Regions from separate parts of the Mus musculus genome. Here region 1 is linked to region 2. Evidence: chromatin contacts called from public promoter capture Hi-C data. All regions are on one chromosome and are shown on one strand. The core of a region is the stretch at or near the end of the contact, and the rest is flanking DNA. Distances in the headings are between cores, read along the strand shown.

The links. Promoter capture Hi-C pulls out the DNA fragments that hold promoters and counts their contacts.
Region 1: a promoter capture Hi-C map of hippocampal neurons shows a contact between it and region 2, with 2.2 times the contacts expected there. The contact joins the enhancer-like site here to the promoter of Katna1 in region 2. A contact is called at or near these places in 5 of 39 promoter capture datasets (cranial neural crest, hippocampal neurons, liver and 2 more), 1 of 15 datasets of contacts at CTCF or cohesin (large pre-B cells), 1 of 484 Hi-C or Micro-C datasets (bone marrow-derived macrophages) and 2 of 9 other capture datasets (embryonic stem cells and macrophages).

What each region holds. Positions count from the first base shown.
Region 1 is chr10:8,235,285-8,238,870 of GRCm38.p6, reverse strand. All of the region lies in intron 7 of Ust (uronyl-2-sulfotransferase), which reads left to right. All of the region lies in intron 2 of 4930573G07Rik (a long non-coding RNA gene), which reads right to left. Among named protein-coding and RNA genes, the nearest start is that of 4930573G07Rik, 28 kb to the right of the region's middle. Within about 2 kb of position 1,885, at least 17 of the 459 cell types and tissues checked have an H3K27ac peak or open chromatin away from gene starts, as enhancers often do. A contact at or near this core is called in hippocampal neurons, where this site is marked.
Region 2 is chr10:7,724,686-7,728,202 of GRCm38.p6, reverse strand. It overlaps Katna1 (katanin p60 (ATPase-containing) subunit A1), which reads right to left and starts at 2,203. Exons shown (of 11, transcript NM_011835.2): 1 at 2,080-2,203.

The DNA.
Region 1 (3,586 bases), core at 636-3,135, 510 kb before region 2:
AGATAGAGGGAAGTTCTAGATCCTAGGTACAACCGATGACGCATCAGTGGCTGTGGGGCAAAGTGGAAAATTCCACTGCCTGGAAGAGCTTCTCTGCCTTTGCTCTCAGAAGCCTGGAGTGCTATATTTAGAGAATAGATTCCTGCAAGGGCTGATGGGACCCTGTAACTGCAGCCTGGCACCCCAATACAGCTTATAGGACTGTTATCTTATGTGCCTGCAGTCTCTATGCATATGTTAGGAAAGCTTAGATGAGAGCCTAACTCGGGCACACACATACACACACACACACACACACACACACACACACACACACACACACCACACTGGGGCTGGGGGGGGGAAGGCAAGTTTCCTCTCTCTGTGTGTTTTATCTGCTTCCTCTTGTTGCTTGTTTTATTGGAAATAGCACCGACCATGACTATATTGTTTTCAAACCTAGTTTTCATTTGCTTGTCTGCTGCTCTTGCTTTAAGGCCGTTCTTCCTCTAGGTTAGAGTGTCTTCTGTGAGGTGTCTCTACAGTGATGGCGACACAGAGGACTCAGCTGAGAACATTGATTTTTCTAATAATATTGAACACGTTAAACATGTGTAGATATAAATCTAGATATCTGAATTCTGCCAGCCCTGGGACAGGGTGGTGTGAAAAATAAACCAAGTACAATAGCATCCCTTAGTCTGGAGTCACATGACTCCAGTAGGGGTATTCAGGCCCTGGCTTAAAGGTTGTGTAGGAGTTTGTCACATGGGTGTGGAAGCCTTCATGGTATGCAAAACAGAGCAGGTTACTGCAGCCTGCAGCGGCTCATGCCTGCTGGTCCTGACTCCCCGAGTTGAGCCCAGAGTCCTCTCAGGTTCAGTGACACTTCTCTTTGCCTCAGTCTGTACAAGGCCACAGCATCTACCCTTCCTGTGATGTAACATAGACCCATGTCATCCACACCAGTCTCGGGTGTGCTGCCCTGCCCGCTTCCTATCCTGACTGGAGAGGCTCTCGCTTCCTTTCAGTGCTTGGGGGCAATTCCCAGTCTTGAGCTTTTGCACCCAAAGTTCTTCTCCCTCGATGTCCTTCCAGCTTCTCTGCCTGCACCCATCAGTTTCTGTGGGCCTGGCAGTGACTTCTGGGATTTCCCTCTCCTCCTCTAGACGCCAGCCAACGACCTCCAAAATTGCCATGCCCAGTGGTGAGGGAATTGAGGATTCCCTAGCTGCTCCCATCCCTCCCTGGCCTGGTCCTCTAGAAACCCTGGGATCCTCTTCTTAGACCACTTTCTTCTAACCCATCCTTCATCCCTGGGCCTTGATCTTTTCTGGGTCCCAATTTTCCCTTACAGAGAACCCCAAATGCACACTCCACCATACCTTCCAAATTTGCAGTGTTCTGGGAAAGTTTCCCCGTTTATGAGTCGTTTCCCCTAATGAAAGCTGTCTAATGGCAGAGAAGTGGAGGAGATAGCAGCCATCTGTGTTCTGAGGTTATTTTCCTCTGCTTTAGAATGTAATGGCTTCCACCCCAAGTTGTTTTCAATCACACTGACAGTCGCATGCTTTGCACTGCGTGAGATGATGACCAAGGGATGACTTTATACCTCATACGTTACAATTGTAGACTTCCCTGCTCATTTACAAAGCTGCCCCACTTCTAAAGCATGAGCCAAGATTAGACCTGACCCTGGAGATGGGCAGCTGATATTAATAAGGCCTTCCTAGTCTTCTACCATTCATGGCCTATGCCACAATGCCTCTACCCACCCAGGATGCAGATGGGGCTCTTGACAGAGAACTTGAGGACTGTCTCTGTACTCTGGGCTGTGGCTTTACCCCCTTCACTGGCTCTGCATAGAGATCACATCCAAGCACAGAGGAATGGGGGAGAGGCAGCACATAGCCCAGGCGAGGAGTGGGTGGTGCAGCTCTCTAACCCATTTTTGTCTGACTCAGCGCTGTACAGCCGAATGTTCTAATTTTTTCTAGCCAAATCTTTTTCAAGTAGACATTTCATTTCTTGGTCTGTGTTTTTGTAGGCCCTCAGAAGTTTCTGTCGGGCTACGATGCCCTAGTTTGTCTAGTGTTACAAAGTTGTCTAGTAGCAAACTGTAAAAGGGTACAGTAAAAAAAAAAAAAAGTCAGACACTGGCATTACCATCTGCCAAGTGGTGCCATGTGGACCGTGTCTAGTGCATTCATCTCTTCTCCACAAACCTACGGAGAAATCCAGTGTGACCCTGATGGTGAGGAGACAGTGGGAGTTTAGGCTGCTCACCTCCACGTTTGGTCAAGCAGACATGACCGGGACCGCGTATCAAAGCACAGATTCCTGGAGTCTTTGTTTGTCTGTCTGTCTGTTTGTTTGTTATTTTATTTATGAATACACTGGAGCTGTCTTTAAGACACACCAGAAGAGGGCATCGGATCCCATTACAGATGGTTGGGAGCCACTATATGGTTGCTGGGAATTGAACTCAGGACCTCTGGAAGAGCAGTCGTTGCTCTTGGAGTCTTACCTTGTTTTTAACTGTTCATTAAAGTGAACTAAGACCCTTAGATAAGACCCAATATATTCAAAAAAGATGTGCACCAGGAATTGGCCTTTACTGTTCCAATCTCCGTTCAGTCTCAGCTCTGTAGGCTGCTAGCCACCGTGAGTGTGGTTATGTGGGTCTTCCAAACACCGTGCCATTTATTGCTAGTGTGCACAGGATATTACCTCTTAAGTGATTACACAAGACGTTATTTAGTTCTTTTATTTCATCACTTTTTCCTCTACTTCTCCCCCTACCCCCTGCTCTCCTAATACGATAGGCATTTTGGCCTCACTGCCGGGGTTCGCTGACAACCCACTCGGTATATCACAGTTACTCACTAGTATTTCACAGTTATGTTTGACTTCTAGCAGCAGATATTGCTTTTTCTGGAATTAATTAATGTCTTTCTTTAAAAAAAAATACTGAGATTTGTTTTTACTTATCAAGTCTTGATGTTACATCAATATTATTTTAATATCATTTCAGTGTTATCGGATGTTAGTTCTCCCTCCCCCTACACCCCACCTCCGGCTCAGAGTTGCTCACCTCTTGCTAAAGCTTGAGCTCATGTCTTGGAAGCTCCTGCACAGCTCTGCTCTGTCACTTTCAGTGTGTGTGTGTGTGTGTGTGTGTGTGTGTGTGAGAGAGAGAGAGAGAGAGAGAGAGAGAGAGAGAGAGAGAGAGAGAATGAGAGAGAGAGATCTTGTCTCCTATTCCCTGTGGACCCTGGCTTTGACTTGATATTTCATCCTACTGTAAGGTGTCCCTGCGTTACCTCCTAATACAAGGCACATGGTGGAGTCTGGGGTGTCCTGCCCCATGTTCCACTACTGTAACAGAATATCATAAAAACTACAGGTTTGCTGGGCTTGTGGTTCTAGAGGGTTGGACGTCCTAGGCCTTGTCGGTTGAGGGAAACCTTGCCGCAAGGCAGAAAGGATCAGGAGGTGGGGGGAGGGGAGTGATTTGAATAAGAATGGCTGGCACTGTTTAGGAAGGATTAAGAGGTGTGGCCTTGAAGTTAGTATGTCACTGGGGGTAGGCTTTCAGGTTTCAAAA
Region 2 (3,517 bases), core at 954-3,453:
GAACGCAGGCTGGCAAAGCACCCTCAAATGTACTAGAGACACACAAGTAATTTCAGGAAATTTACCTCTAGAATATGAGGAATTAGTTATTGGCAGTCAATGGCTGACAAGAACAGTCACAGTCCTATGAGCCACAGACGCTGGCCGGCTGGCCACCCATGTACACACAGACAACACTAACTGGTCTCAAAGGCTTATTAATAACAATGGGAATTTATTAATAAAACAACATAGGATCTGAAGTTGGGGAGATGGAAACACTTGGGGTGGTGTTGGAGGTAGTGTTGAAGGGATACAATCAACATACATGGTGTAAATACATGAAATTTTCAAAGAGTAAAAAAATATTTAAAAGAAAATAGTAGTGACTGTGTAGCAATTATGGAATTATGATAAAGACAAAAAGAAATTAGACTTTGAAATTCCTTTTTAGGTTTTGTGGAAAGAATATGGTAGGGTTATTTTTGTTTTACTTCCCAGTCACTCCAGCATCGGATCCTCTTGCCTCTGCTCTATACTGCCTTGTACACTTGTACCGTCAAGGAAAACGAGCATCAGCCGGGCAGTGGTGGCACATGCCTGTAATCCCAGCATTTGGGAGTCAGAGGCAGGCAGATTTCTGAGTTCGAGGCCAGTCCTGGTCTCCAGGACAGCCAGGGCTACACAGAGAAACCCTGTCTCGAAAAACAAAAAAACAAACCAACAAACAAAAAAAGAAAGAAAGAAAGAAAGAAAAGAAAAGAAAAGAAAAGAAAAGAAAAGAAAAGAAAAGAAAAGAGAAAAGAAAGGCAGGCAGGCATCACTGTTCTCTTGGGAGCTAATTACATAAAAAGTACTAATGATTACTAAATAAAAGCTTGAACTGGGGGAAGTGTAGCCGCCTGTAATCCCAGTACCAGGCAGAAGCAAGAGTTTCAGAAGTTCAGGCCAGTTTAGGCTACAAAGGACACTGTCTATAAATAAATAAACAAATAAGGGCTGGCAACAGTTACAAGCCTAGCCTACACGCAGTACAAGGCAGAGGCAAAAGGATCCGGAGTTAAGGACCAGCTCTGGCTACAAGAGACACTGAAGAAAGAGGAGAGGGAGAGGAGAGAGAAGAAGAGAAAGAGAAAGAGAAAGAGAAAGAGAAAGAGAAAGAGAAAGAGAGAGAGAGAGAGAGAGAGAGAGAGAGAGAGAGAGAGAGAGAGAGAAAGAGAAAGAGAAGAAAGAGAAAGAGAAAGAGAGGAAAGGAAAGAAAAGAAAGAGGAGAGGAGGGGGAGGGGAGGGGGAGGGAGAGAGGAGAGGGAGAGGAGAGGGAGAAGAGAGGGAGAAGAGAGGGAGAAGAAAAGAGAAGAGAAAAAAGAGAAAGAAGAAAGGAAAGGAAAGAAAGAAAGACAAGTTTTCGTTTGTATGCCACTGAACCCACATACTGAATGAAACAAATGCTTCCTGGGATAAATTTTCTCCACAGCGCCAAATCAAAAAAGCCAAAAGCTTTCATGAGAACACTAGGCTCTCAGATTAAGAAACTAACCCCAAGAGTGGCGTGGTTGCACACACCTTTAATCCCAGCGCCAGGAGGTAAAGGAAGGCTAGTCGGGTCTACAGAGCGAGATCCAGAACAGCCAGGGAGAGAGAGAAAGAACGTCAATATTATCACCTTTAAAAGCAACAAAAACAAAACAACAAACGCCGGTGAGGGGGCTCAGCAGGTAGAGGCATTTGCCCAGCATGCCGGGCTACCCGAGTTCAACTCTGGGACCCTCGTAAAGGCGGATGGAGGGAAGCGACCCCAGAGAGTTGTCCTCTGACCTCCACTCACGCGCCCACATCTACACCATACTCAACAATAGCAATAAATCTAAAACTAAAAACAAAGGCCAACACAAAGGAGAAACAACAGAAAGAAGTAAGCCACCAGAAAGCAGTACAACTCCAACCTAACAAACTGTACGAAAAGAAGCTGAACCCCAACCTCCAGGCTCTGGGGATTTTACAAGGCGGAAGTTTCGGGATGGGGGCGTGAAAGCTTCGAACGCGTTCCCTGGTCGGGTGTCGCGGGGGCGGAACAGGGAGCCTGGAGGCCCGAGCACTCACCTAGCGCAGCCCAGGCTACCCGCCGCAGCTCCGGGTCGGGACCAAGTTGAAATGAAACCGGGAAAGCCCCTCTTAAAAGGATAGTTCCCGCACCGGCGGGGACACGCCCCGGAAGTGCGTGCTCTACGGGCGTGCGCGCGCAGGCGGAACCTGCGGAGGGGCGTGGCCGAGCTCGGGGTGCTTCTGCGCACTGTGCGCCGCGGCTAGGAAATGGGAGTAGGCGTGGGGAAGGAAAGTAGGCGGGGCGAAGGACTTGGCAATACCCCGCCTACTTCAGTACTTACTCTGTGGACCATTATCTCTTCCCAGGGCTTCTTCACTCTGCCTTAGCAGGAGATTTACACTAAGCTGCTCTGAGGTTAGGAGGTCAGGGGCTCTCTTACAGGTGAGTGTCAGTGCTCAAGCAATTCGTTTATGACAAATCTTGCTTTAGAGCCCGGTACTTAGGATTATGAAGCCTGGGACCCATGTGTCAGGGTAACGCGAATACTCTCAAGACATGCTAAGGGGTGAGATTTTATTTCCAATTCCAGGTGATCCATCACCCTCTTCCTATATCACAAAACACAGGGCACAAACTGGTACACATACATGCATGCAGGCAAGCCACTGCATATATGAAATAATGTTTTACAGGGTTTAAAGTCTTCTAAATTTTTCACCAAAAATAGAAAATATATTTTCTGCTCTAGTAGATGTGAACGTTAGTGTCACAGAGCACAGAAAACTATAATCAGCACATCAGCAAGAATAAAAAAGACCACTTAGAGAGATATAGATCAATTACTCCAAGAGATGGATTTATAATCTATACAAATGCAAAGGCCTGTTAATTTATAAAACCGGATTATAATTTAAAAGCTTCTCAAAGGTGCAAAATGAATGTATATGGTATACTTAAATATATAGGAAATCCTAGAACCTACAGGATGAATCTGTAGTAACTAATCAGAAGTATCCGGGTGGGAGTTAGTTAGGAGTTGGGAATGATGTTCTGTAGTGGAGATGTCTTCCCAGGTGTACAGTTTTACACATGAAATGAAAGTTGTAATTTGAGTTTATGTAAATTATACCTCAGTGATGTTTTGTTGTTGTTTTTTCCTTGGATATTTTCTTTTCTTTTAAGAATTATTTATTATATGTATATGAGTACACTGTAACTGTCTTCTGACACACCAGAAGAGAGCATCAGATCCCATTACAGGTGGTTGTGAGCCACCATGTGGTTGCTGGGAATTGAACTCAAGGTCTCTGGAAGAGCAGTCGGTGCTCTTAACCGCTGAGCCATCCAGATATTTTCTTTACTTACAATTCAAATGTTATCCCCTTTCCCACCCTGGCCCCCAGGAAACCCCCTATCCCATCCTCCCTCCCCCTGCTTCTATGAGGATGTTCCTCCACCCATCCACCTACTCCCACATACCTGTTTGTTGCTGTT